2 separate regions of the Mus musculus genome follow, and region 2 is linked to region 1. Evidence: chromatin contacts called from public promoter capture Hi-C data. All regions are on one chromosome and are shown on one strand. The core of a region is the stretch at or near the end of the contact, and the rest is flanking DNA. Distances in the headings are between cores, read along the strand shown. Region 1 holds the start of Tuba3b (tubulin, alpha 3B). Region 2 overlaps Itpr2 (inositol 1,4,5-triphosphate receptor 2).

The links. Promoter capture Hi-C pulls out the DNA fragments that hold promoters and counts their contacts.
Region 2: a contact with region 1 is called in a promoter capture Hi-C map of embryonic stem cells, with 3 times the contacts expected there. The contact joins the enhancer-like site here to the promoter of Tuba3b in region 1. A contact is called at or near these places in 7 of 39 promoter capture datasets (the 3T3-L1 cell line, cranial neural crest, embryonic stem cells and 3 more) and 1 of 9 other capture datasets (embryonic stem cells).

The regions. Positions count from the first base shown.
Region 1 is chr6:145,612,861-145,619,431 of GRCm38.p6, reverse strand. It overlaps Tuba3b (tubulin, alpha 3B), which reads right to left and starts at 3,469. Exons shown (of 5, transcript NM_009449.3): 1 at 3,343-3,469; 2 at 977-1,199; 3 at 552-700; 4 at 1-249. The coding sequence starts at 3,345. It overlaps Gm38475 (a long non-coding RNA gene), which reads left to right and starts at 5,113. Exons shown (of 3, transcript XR_378153.2): 1 at 5,113-5,541.
Region 2 is chr6:146,397,050-146,403,499 of GRCm38.p6, reverse strand. It overlaps Itpr2 (inositol 1,4,5-triphosphate receptor 2), which reads left to right. Exons shown (of 57, transcript NM_019923.4): 11 at 6,436-6,450. Among named protein-coding and RNA genes, the nearest start is that of Itpr2, 100 kb to the left of the region's middle. Within about 2 kb of position 4,374, at least 19 of the 459 cell types and tissues checked have an H3K27ac peak or open chromatin away from gene starts, as enhancers often do.

The DNA.
Region 1 (6,571 bases), core at 2,220-4,719:
GGCTTCGTTATCCACCATGAAAGCACAGTCGGAATGCTCCAGGGTGGTGTGCGTGGTCAGGATGGAGTTGTAAGGCTCCACGACCGCTGTAGAAACCTGGGGGGCTGGGTAGATGGCAAACTCCAGCTTGGACTTCTTGCCATAGTCCACTGAAAGCCGCTCCATCAGCAGCGATGCAAACCCAGACCCTGTGCCACCTCCAAAGCTGTGGAAGATGAGGAAGCCCTGCAGTCCCGTGCACAGATCGGCCTGTGGTAAAACCAGAGTACATAAGCTAGTGCCTACAAAGCCACATCCCGACTTCCACCCCACATGCAGGACTTCCACTTCTACAAACTGATGCAAATTCAGATCGTCTACCATACAGACGCCGCACTGGGTTTGAATACAATGAAGACCTGTAGATGCATCTCAGTGGAGACTAGTAAAATATTTTGGTACTCATGATAGATTCTTGATTCTAACCTTTTTGCCAAAATAACTCCCCCACTACCTGTGACCCCCTTGACCGGGACAACCATCATATGAAGCCTCTTCTACAACCCTCTTACCAGTTTTCGGATCCGGTCCAGGACCAGGTCAACAATCTCCTTGCCAATGGTATAATGACCTCTGGCATAATTGTTGGCTGCATCTTCCTTCCCAGTGATGAGCTGCTCTGGGTGGAAAAGCTGCCGGTAGGTTCCGGTGCGTACTTCATCTAGAGAGAGAAAGACCATACGTAGTGTGAGTATTTCAGGCAAGGACTGTTCAATTCCATTAAGCACAAATGTCAACAGTTTCTCCTAGGAAATATATATCACTAAGAGTACACATATCATACAGCTCATACAACTTTAATTTTCTCACCCAACAAAGTCACAATTCTACATACTATGTATATGTACATCCTGTCTACTCTGCACAGGTCTCGGTGGGCTTTTCCGAGACACCCCAGTTTCCCAGGAAAGCCTCCACTCAGGCCCCAAGCACCTACCGACCACAGTGGGCTCCAGGTCCACAAACACTGCCCTGGGCACGTGCTTGCCGGCTCCAGTCTCACTGAAGAATGTGTTGAATGAGTCGTCCCCGCCGCCAATGGTTTTGTCGCTTGGCATCTGACCGTCAGGCTGAATACCATGTTCAAGGCAGTACAGCTCCCAGCAGGCATTGCCAATCTGGACACCTGCCTGCCCCACGTGGATAGAGATACACTCACGCTGGAAACCAGAACAGAAACATGAAACTGCATGACACACCTATACAATTTTGAGTAGTACCTTGGTGTCTATTTTCAAACTTTATTTCCAAGAATGCTCAGGCACTCCTTTTATCTCTGTTAAAACTGACTTCCACTAGGTATGGTTGTGCAGGATTATGGAATTCCAGTTCTCAGAAGGAAAGAGTAAGTACATTCAAGTCCAACCATATCTCAACACATACACACACACGAGAGAGAGAGCAGCTTGTTCCGCTCTGAACTCTCTAGTGATAATCCTCTTGCCCCAGCCTCTCAAGTTCTAGAATTAGAAATGTAAGCCATCACATGAGGCTAACCATACTCTTCAGTAGGAGTTCACCCCAGAGTATAAATGTTTGCCACTTTTCAAAATATTAAAGTTTAAGACTTGCACACCATACAATGTCGACAATTAGCTCATCATGGACAGTCACAGTAATTCTCTGGAAAATAATCTATGTGGTTTTAATAGTGGCCTGTCTAAAGGATAAGATATACTCTAATAAAAAAGACAGAATAGGTCCCAGGGTACCCAGCCCTAGCCTGGGTAGTCACTGTGTTTTTTATCTGCCCATCTAGAAAATCTTGCGTTCTAGTTTCCTGCCACTTTTCTTTCTCTTTTTTGTTTTAAGATAAGGTCTCACTATGTTTCCCTGGCTGACTTGAACTCACAGAGATAATTTGCCTTCATTCCTGCATGGGTTTCCACTGGCAGACTACATAGCCTGGAAGTCAAATAAACCCCTTCCTCCTAAAAGTCGCTCTGGTGTTTTTATCCCAGCAACAGAAATCAAGTTAGAATATGTTGCCAAATTCCATGCACGGCAAGGATTTCACCATAAGAACAAAAGGATGGGGGCTGAAGTGCCTTCTCAATACATTTCTTAATGAAAAAATAATGATCAAGCCAGGTGTGGTGATACAAGACAGGAACTAGCTCAATTATGAGGCTAAGGCAGGGAGACAAGTTTGAGTTTACCATGAGACCCTGTCAAAAAAAACAAACACATTCCGGCTGTTTAGACCTAGATCTCATTTGGTATTTGTTAGCATGTGTTCCTTTTGAGTGAATATAGATATTTTAAAAAGTTCCCTGCCTAGGGCAGGAGAGATGGTTTGTTTGTTAAGTTCTCCTCTTTCAGGGACTGCCCATGACTGCAGCCTCTGGATAGTCACTGCCCTCTCTGGCTTCTCTGGGAAATGGCAGTCATGAACACACACTTCCCAAAGACACACCTACACATTTTAAAACAAACCAAAAACTTAAGAAAGGTTCTCAGTTTTATGTTTTCCCCCTTAAGGTCTTGTAGCCTGTGCTGGTCTCAAATTCACTACCTCAGATTAGTCTTGGGCATCCAAGTTCCCTACCTCTGCCTGCATAGTGTTTGGGACTGTGGCATGCCACACCATAGCTCATATACCTTCTAAAGGGCACAAATGATTCCACTTATAAACCACCTAACATGACAAGGAGCTGCAGGCACAAAATACAAAAACTTCTTTGGGAAGTTTGGTGGCCAACATCTGTGATTCTGACAGAGAAGGCAGAGGGCAGGACTATCAGAGTCTGGAGGATTTCCCCCTGCACAGTAAGCTAGGGACCAGCAAAGGCCGTGAGAGACTCTTAAATTTCCAAACTGAAGCTGTCTGGGCTCGGTCACTTTCACTTTCACTTTCCTATGGTGAGCATTAGGCCAGAAAGCTTGGTAGCTTCTAGAATCTTCTGGAACCCAGGCGATTGATTGTTTTCTCAGTCAAGGGCACTGGCATCAGAAAACACAAAAGTTCCCTTTCCAAAAACCCATCTCGGCACTCTCGAGACTGGAATCGGACGAGGCTAAGGCTGGAACTCTTGTGCCTCTTTTGTCAGGTGCTGTTGGGCTGGGACTCCAGGCAGGTTCTGCACCCCAAGGTGCATCTCCCTCTTGAGAGAGTTTGGGCCATGAGGAGATGCCAGGCTCTGAGACCTAACACCCCCATCCCACCCCACCCCCTGCCGGGGACCTGGGAGAGGAGAAGCGGGCTCCCAGCCGCTTCGCTTGCTCACCCTCACAGGACCCCAGACTCTGAGGAGATGGCGTTCTCCCTCCCGTGGGTCCCACCCCGGTTCGGGCTGTTCTCACCATGCTGAACTCCTAGCAGAGCACCTCAGCCGATCCTCAGAGCTGCTCCTCAACCGCCGCTCGTGCGCCCAACGGTCCAGGCTGGATGCTCCGGGTACTTAACGCTTTCTCCCTGGATGCTCATTAGTCCAGAGCGTCTCGGGGGCAGGCTTAGGCGCCACGTCCTTTTTGCGATTGGATGTGGCTCAATTTGAAGCGGTGGTACTTTCTGATTGGATGTAAATTTGGCGGGAAGGCTCTGGAGTGGCTGGAGGGGAGAGAACTTAGGATCGGGAGACTGGAGGTCTGCGCATCCCTGACATCCGGCTTTGCGCAGGACAAGTGGGGTGCTCAAGCTTCCCTGGTCTGCGCATGCGTGACCTGGGGAGGGCTTTGCGGCTGTGCACTCCCCCCACCATCCTGCCATGTCTCACCTCGCCTCGTATTACCTGGTGCAGAGAAGATCTCTGGCCAGACCTAAGAGAAAGGCAGATGGCCCTTCTTCCAAAGACACGAGTTTCTGGGCACCAGTTATGTACATCCTGGGAAGCCAGCATCCGTTTGAGAGTCTTCCTGAACAGTCATCTGGGTTGGGGTATGTAGCTCTGGCTGGCTCGGGATGATGTAAGGTGAACTCTTGTCTTAGCTTGCATCAGTGCTGGGACTATAGGTATGCACTGTGCCTGGTGGGGATCAGTGGACATACCTTCCTTCCTCAGGATATCCAAATGCACATAATTGAATTGAAGGCTATATAGCATGTTGTGCCATTTTATTTTATTTTATTTTATTTTATTTTATTTTATTTTATTGGCATAAACTTCTGTATCCCACCCTGGACTTGACTCTCCCTGTAACCAAGAATGGATTTGAACTTTCAAATAGTAAAATGGAAATTTTACAAGCTAGAGAGAAATACTGGCTGTCCTTCATCCCTGTGTGTATACATTTATGATTTTTTTATGTAACTAGGATCAAACAAGATTTTTAAAACCACCTTGCTGAGATTTAGTTTTCTTACTGGTAATACAATTATTCTTTTAGTGTGTGTGATTCCATTAAGTTGGGAACTTCTAGGCTCAAATTGTGGTCACTCCTCTGGCCTCCTGAGTAGCTGGGACTGCAGAGATGTACCACCATACCTTGTTGATTTTTTTCTTTTTTATGGAAGAGAGTGTTTGTTTTAGCGCACAGCTTGGGGGGTACAGTCTGGCCTGATGGAGAAGCCATAGCTTCAGATTAAAAAGAAATTATTTATTTCTTGAGTCAGATCTATCCCAACCTGCCTTGAACTTGTGCCGTCCAGAACAGCCTAAGACTTTGATTCTCTAGCCTCTACCTCCAAAGTGCGGGTGATATGAACCTATGTAACTAAGCTCTGTATATACGGTATTGGGAATCAAACCCCATGTATCTTGGATGGCAGGTGAGTACTTTACCATCTTAACCATGTTCCTGGTCATAGGCACCCCTGTTCCCACATGTCTTGGTTATCTGTTAACTGTCAGTTTGTCCCAGATCAATCAGATAGGCCTGTGAGCAAGCATGTGGGGGATTGTCTTGGTTAGTGACTGATGTAGAAGGCCGCACCCGCTGTGGGTGGCACTGATCTCTGGACAGGTGGTGCTGGGCTGTCTATGGAAATTTAGCTGTGCAGAGCGTGAGCAAGCCCAATGAGGAACATTCCTTTTATGATCTCTGCTTCTTCAAGTTCTTGCTTGGGTTCCTCCCTGACATCCCCCAGGAATTGACTGACCCGGAAATATAAACCAAACAAATCGTTTCCTCTGGTTAGTTGCTCTTGGCCATGATACCACGGCTCAGGTCAGCATAAGCTGACAGCGGTGTTTGGTGGACAAATGAGTAAAGGGAGATGAATGGCTGCAGAGCAAGGAGGAAGGTCCTCGACGGGGAAGCTGAGGTGGAACGCTAGCTTTGAGAATCGGGAGCAAATGCAGGTGTTGGGGGTTGTGTGAAGGCCAGCGGCTGTGCTTTTCCTACCCTGCTCTGAAAGCAGCACGCAGCTGTGTGTGAAGCCCGGAATGAGCCCCCCTCATGGAGCTGGTGGTGGTGTTCAACTCTGTTCACCTGGACCTCCTACGGAGGAGAAACCCATCACCTCCACAGACCGTGATCTCATTTACACACCCAGGTCTCAGAAAAGCCCCTTTGGGCAGCTTCTCTCCTGTGGATGTCAATCCAGGTTCACAGTAGTGGGAGGTGAGTGTTTGTTCAACTTCTTATAATGACACACTGAGCCCTGGGAAAGAGTTTGATTGAACGATAACCCTATAAATATGAATGAAGAATAAAATCTGGGTCTGATTGATACTGGATGAGTGAACAGTTGATAAATAGAAAAACTGCTGTGGTAGATATGTTCCCTGATGGAATATTAGTTAAGCCAAACCGTTCCCACTATATCAGAAACTATAGTGTCCAGGTGTTCTCCCATACCTGTGTAATATTGGATGGTCTGTGTCCCCAAAAGACCTGGTGTCATTGTGGATCTGATGCCCCCTCTGTGGGCTTTCCTAGAGGCTCATGTAAAGGAATTCTGTAAAATGCAGATCAAGTTCGCTGTGATTTCAGAGGGAAATAAGGTCACCTTACTCCATAAGAATGCCACCCACCTCATCCATATTCATACAATTTTCTTTAAAATTCACAACACAGTGCATTGACCTGCTCCCTCTCCTGGGACAGCCTACTCCAACCGGTCTCTCCTTGGACTGTTTGCTTATAAAATTCTGATTAAACTGTTTCAGTTGACAGAGTGCTTGCCTAGCCTGCGTAAGATCCTGGGTTCCATCTGCAGCACCGTGTAAGAGGCCATGCCTGTATTCCCAGGACCCGATCAGGAGTCAGAGGTCTTCCCTAACAGCTTGACACTTGTCTGGGCTACAGGAGAGCCTGTCCTACAGAACACAGAGAGAAAGGACAGGGACCAGAAATACAAGATTAGATGAAATTAGGAGAGAAAGGCTTTACCCCCAGGAAAGTCTCCCTACCACAATTGAGATTCAAATTGGCCATACAATTAATTTCATCATTGCTGATATCTTTTAATTTTGTTTTACATAAATATCTTCCTGTAAGGCTGAAAACAAAGTATACAGAAGGGATGATATTAGCGAAAACAGCAGACTCCTATTGCCCTGAGTGGTAGCCTTCTGCTTGGTTACTACCTGTGGAGATGAAGGCAGCAGCCTAGGGACCCACTTGGTAATACACCTGATGCAGCTATCTG
Region 2 (6,450 bases), core at 3,125-5,624, 780 kb before region 1:
CCTTCTGCAGCCTGTACGTCAGCTCCAAACTCAGACAGAGCTTCTCCCAGCACGTCTTAGGCTCCAACAGCACAGAAATGTGATGTTCAATCTAAAGTCAGTGACTCACCATGACTCAACACAAAGGTGTCCTGGGGTGCCCTGAAGTACACCTTTCCAGGAGAGGGGGCTGGAGCAGGAGCACAGCCATCAGCTCCCTTGTGGCTTTGAATCAGGGCAGGTGCCTCCCTGTGCAGCTCTCCCTGTTCAGTGCCTCCCTGTGCAGCCCAAAGTGTGCAGTGCCTCCCTGTGCAGTGCCTTCCCGTGCAACCCTTCCTGTGTGGTGCCTCCCTGTGCAGCCCTCCCTGTGCAGCTCTCCCTGTGCAGTGCCTCCCTGTGCAGCCTTCCCTGTTCAGTGCCTCCCTGTGCGGTGCCTCCCTGTTCAGTGCCTCTCTGTGCAGTTCTCCCTGTGCAGCCCTCCATGTGCAGCCTTCCTTGTACAGTGCCTCCCTCTGCAGCCCTCCCTGTGCAGCCCACCCTGTGCAGTGCCTCCCTGTGCAGCCCACCCTGTGCAGTGCCTCCCTGTGCAGCCCTCCCTGTACAGCTCTCCCTGTGCAGCCTACCCTGTGCAGTGCCTTCCTGTGCAGCCCTCCCTGTGCAGCCCTCCCTGTGCAGTGCCTCCCTGTGCAGCCCTCCCTGTGCAGCTCTCCCTGTGCAGTGCCTCCCTGTGTAGCCCACCCTGTGCAGTGCCTTCTTGTGCAGCCCACCCTGTGCAGTGCCTCCCTATGCAGCCCTCCCTGTGCAGCCCACCCTGTGCAGCCCACCCTGTGCAGTGCCTTCCTGTGCAGCCCTCCCTGTGCAGCCCTCCCTGTGCAGCCCTCCCTGTGCAGTCCACCCTGTGCAGTGCCTCCCTGTGCAGCTCTCCCTGTGCAGCCCACCCTGTGCAGTGCCCCCTGTGCAACCCTCACTGTGCAGTGCCTCCCTGTGCAGCCCTCCTTGGGCAGTGTGCAGCCTTCCCTATGCAGTCCCTCCCTGTGCAGCCCTCTTTGTGCAGTTCTCCCTGTGCAGTGACTCCCTGTGGAGCCTACCCTGTGCAGTGCTTTCTTGTTGCAGTCCACCCTGTGCAGTGCCTCCCTGTGCAGCCCTCCCTGTGCAGCACACCCTGTGCAGTGCCTCCCTGTGCAGCCCACCCTGTCCAGTGCCTTCTTGTGCAGTCCACCCTGTGCAGTGCCTCCCTGTGCAGCCCTCCCTGTGCAGTGCCTCCCTGTTCAGTGCCTCCCTGTGCAGCCCACCCTGTGCAGTGCCTCCCTGTGCAGCCCACCCTGTGCAGTGCCTCCCTGTGCAGCTCTCCCTGTGCAGTGCCTCCCTGTGCAGCCCACCCTGTGCAGTGCCTTCCTGTGCAGTCCACCCTGTGCAGTGCCTCCCTGTGCAGCCCACCCTGTGCAGTGCCTCCCTGTGCAGCCCACCCTGTGCAGTGCCTTCCTGTGCAGTCCACCCTGTGCAGTGCCTCCCTTTGCAGCCCAGCCTGTGCAGCCCAGCCTGTGCAGTGCCTCCCTGTGTAGCCCTCCCTGTGCAGTGCCTCCCTGAGCAGTGCCTCCCTGTGCAGCCCACCCTGTGCAGTACCTCCCTGTGTAGTGCCTCCCTGTGCAACCCTTCCTGTGCAGCCTTCCCTGTGCAGTGCCTCCTTGTGCAGTCTTCCCTGTGCAGCCTTCCCTGTGCAGCCCTCCCTATGCAGCCCCAGAGATCGGTGCTTTTTCTTTCTAGTTTAAAAAGAATGCCATCTGGGGTTGAAAGACAACTTAGTCAGTCAAGTGCTTGCTTTGCAAGCATGAGGACCAGAGTTCAACCTCAGCACCACTTAAAAATAGCTGGCTATGGTGGTGCCTGCCTGTCACTGCAGCATTGTGGGGAGACAGGCAGGTCCTTGGGGATTGCTGGCCAGCCAGTCTAGCCTACTTGTCAAGATCTAACTTCTAGTGACTTTGTCTCCAAAAATTGAGGTTCAAGATTGACCTCTGGTACACACACACACACACACACACACACACCCCTACATATACACACTCTCTCTCACATACATAGATACACCTGTACCTACATGTGAGAAAATGCATACACACTTATACTTACACACATTCACATACCCACACACTCATACACACATACACACTTACCTATATCCATACACATACATTCACATATACACATACACATATTCATAGACACACACTCATACACACATACTCACACTCACACATACTCACATACACACTCATATACACATACATACATATACTCACACAGACACTCACATACCTATACACACCCTGCACCTACATATGAGAACATGCACACACACTGATACTCACACACACTCACATATCCACACACTCATACACACATATACACACTCGCAGTCACCTATAACCATACACATATACTCACACAATACACACATTCATAAACACTCATACACACACACTCATATACATATACTCACACTCATACACACTCACACACTCACATACACACACTCCTGCACCCACACATGGAAACATGCACACACACTCCCATGTACACCCACACATACACAAATTTATGAAACATGCCTGTTTGGTAAGCAACTAGCATGTGCTAATAAGCAACCAGGTGGCGATCTGAGACCCGGGCTCCTGAGCTGGGTGTGTGTCAGAGAGAGCTTCCTGGCGGTGAACTGGCACCTGTTTAAGCTCCCTTGGTTACTTTTCCATTTTTATGATGGCAGGCAAACTGTGACACTTCCACAATTCTCTGCAGGGAGCTACAGTTCCTGTGTCCCCTTTTTTGTCCCCTTAAATATCGAGGGTTTTATAAGCAGAATCCACAAAGCTCATGAGTTTGGACAGAATTTTCTTTATGCTGTAAAGAGGCAGGGTTACCTTTCTATTATCGAAGCTACACTCATTAGTATGTGTATAACTAAAGCTTTCTGGTGACTCTGGCAGCCTTGACAGGCTGGGCTTGACATCCTGACACAAGAATTAGAGAGAAGACTGAGAGGGAAAGCAGAGGGAGGGGACGTTTCAGTGTGGCTACAGTGGGAGGAAGAGCAGGTGAAAGAGGCCAGTGAGCTCGCCTGTCTTCAAGGTCCTGACAGGAGCCTTGGCTCTAAACAGAGGACGACCTAGATGTAACCATGCAGCCCTGGTCAGGGCTCAGTCTGGTCACCACTTCTCAGACCAGGTTCCACAGGAGGTATGAAGAAGTTACTGTTGAGTGCACCACTCCGTTCCCACAAAATGATCGCTTCTGTTGAGAGTGTAGCTGAATGCCCTCATTGGTACTCGCCTCACTGGGGGACTGTGTGTCCTTTGTGGGTTTCTCTCGGGATCCAAGGTGGCTGCAGGCTCAGGACAATGATGTCTCTGTGCCTTTAGTCTCTGAGGGTACCGAGATAGGTAAGGGATACAGACGTTCTTTGAGTGTGTAGTGCCTACGTGCAGGGTCTGAGTGGAAATGAAGAAGACAGAAATGCAAGGTGTTTGGAGAGGCCAGGCTTCCATCCTGTCTTAAGCCAGCCGGTGACTCAAGGGTGGAGTCTCCTTAGAAAAACAGCTTCCAGGTGCCTGCTATGCTCATAATGCATTATACATATTTAATTGCTTAAAAATTCTAAGGGGCAGTCTTGATGCTTACTTCCAAACTGTTTATGAAATGGAGTTTGTTAAATAAACTAGCCAGAGCGTGGGAGAGTCGAAGCAGGAAGCTTCCAACAAGGCTCTTGTAAAAGTCATGTAGGCATGTCGGATGCTCTTCCACATACACAGTTGTGAAATTATTTATGAACAGACATTTTCTATGCATTAGAACTATTTTTGCAAAGGCCAATGGGAAGGATGGAGAAGGAGAACACACTCCATGTGTTCTATGTAGTTACAATAAAGCCACAAGTCTCCAATACTATTAACAATTTGCAGTGGTTTGTTTTAATTAACCCTAATTAGCACATTTTAAAAATACATATTTTGAAAAGAATCATTGCAGTGCAAGTGTCAAAATACAGAGAGGGTCCTGGCTACTCTGGTTGGGTCCCCGAGAGAGACATTACCAAGAAGAGCAGTAGAGTAATCTAGACCTGACATCTTGTCATTCTAGAAAATCCTCTGGTTAGCATTTCAAAAGTGGGGTGAAGAGAGGATTGAACCCCAGTATGAACTTACAGAGGACTGAAGTACAGGCTACACTGTCAAATAGCCCTAAATAGCTGCATCCGTTTAGCACATTTTCCCCCAAAGAGTATGGGCATCAAAAGCTGGGTTATACTAAGTGGAGGAGAGCTCAGTCAGCAAACTGTGACACAATGCATTCCTTTTAGTGATACAGTACTTTTCCAAGAACACTGCAACTTCTTTTCTACACCAGACTGTTGCAATCTGGCTCTCCTTTTGTGTAACTCAGAAAAGCTGGTCTCCCTGAGCTCAGTAGTATTTTGATTATAGCATCTCCTGTCTACATAAGCCCCTTATGGCCTACTGTCCTTTGAATGTCCTGCCTGTGTTGGAAACTTGATCGTCAATGTCACAGTGGGGTGGGGCTCTCTGGGAGAAGTGGGCATGAGGAGTCAGTGATGGAGAGACCTCACTCCCGGATTCCTGGGCTAGTGTGTTAGCGTGGCTTGTTGCAGAACCAGGCTGGGGCTTGGTGGTTCTGGCTCATGGGGTGGTAGTCTCCATGTCACAATGTAGCACCAAGGCCCTCAGAGCTGACACCTCCGTGTGCTTAGCCCCCTGCTTCCAGAATCGAGACCTAAGAAATTACCAGGTCTGTGGGGCTCGGTTGCAACAGCAGCAAGTGGACTGAGATATTGCTGGATCTCACTGCCTAGTGTCCAGGAAGATCGTTTAGGAGCTGGCTTTTCAGCTCTGTGCTCTTACATTCTTGGTCACCTCCTCTAAAGGAACAGTGCTCGACGTATCTGTGATTCTCTTGGTGTCAATAGACTTGTAGAATCCACAAGCTCTGCTAACAGCTTGTTGCCCCAGCTTGAGTATGCTCGATTCTCTGAAAGTTTTTATGTCCCTAAGGATGTAACTGAAAACAAACTTCCTATCCCTGCCCCACACTCCTTTCCCTTGAGACAGGGTTTCTCTGTAAAACTCTTCTGTTCTGGAATTCATTTTGGAGGAGAGGCTACCAGGTTGGCCTAGAACTCACAGAGATCCCCCTGCTTCTGCGTCTCAAGTATTGGGACCCCCCCCCCCCACTCTGACTTAGTCTCCTTCTGCCACCTTCTTCACCATAATCAGTGCTGTCTTTAACATCAGAGCTTATGGCAGCCTCTGTCTTTGAGAGGGAACTCCAGTTGGGAGCGGCTGCTCATGGTCTTAACTCCAGATTTGGCAGGCTGAAGCAGGAAGGCTGCTGTGAGTCTGAGGCCAGCCTGGGCTGCTTAGGGAGACCCTGTCTAAAAAGAAGGAAGGAAGGAGAAAGGGAGGGAAGTGTTTTATGTTGCACAAGTTCTTCCTTTGGTTCTTTACAAGAGGGTCACGTGCCCCTCCATCCCCTGCCCCCCCCCCCAACCTTCCTGCCTCTGTTACTGGCAGTCAGTGCTGTGGTTTCACAGTCTGGAGCCTCCAGAGAAAGCTGCTGCTCTGCCATTCACAGTTGACTGAAACTGCACGTTCTTTTTGTGGGCCAATGAATCTACATCCTTTAACTCACTTTCTTCCTCCCTTCCTCCTTTCCTTCCTTCCTATTGTCTGTAGTTTGTCCATCCGTCCGTCTGTCTGTCTGCCTTTGGCTTTTCCATGAATGGCTTTTTGACTAGTCTTCAGCCAGCCTGGGGTGCAGGTCTCTTTGTGAGGTGGGGATTGCATTTGTGCACTTGAACGTGACCCTGCATCTTTCTCACATCATCATGCCCACAGGAAGAATCCCCAGGCCATGTGTTTTCACAATACTTTACATCCCACCCACAGGATACAAGGGTTCCCTTGCTCTGACCTTTGGCCATTTATCTCTGGACTTAGGTCATCATGTCCCTAGCCTGGGAGGCTGTCTGCTTTGCTGTGGTTTTGATTTACCTCCCCCCCCCCACACACACATAACTGAGCATGTTTTCCTATAGTCACTGGTCATTTGTATGTCTTCTTGAGTCCGTGGCATTTAGAGAGTTCTGGTGACTTAAATGTGGAGGATCAAATCCTTATGTTGTAAATTGGTATACAGCCACCAGAGAAGGAGCCATAACTGCTGTGCCCAAGGGCATGCTCAGATTAGACTACCCCTCCCGGGAACATAGGCTGTACAACTGCCCATAATCATTACAAAGGCTGTGAGCCCTGGTCTTCTGAAGGGTGATTCAGGATAGACACTCCTGTAACCCAGTGAAGGAACGGTGAGCAAGCTCACACCTTATGTCCCTATTAGCTGGAGCAGTTAACACTAAATGTGAATAACCTTGGACCTCTTCCACAGAAAGACGGGGAGATT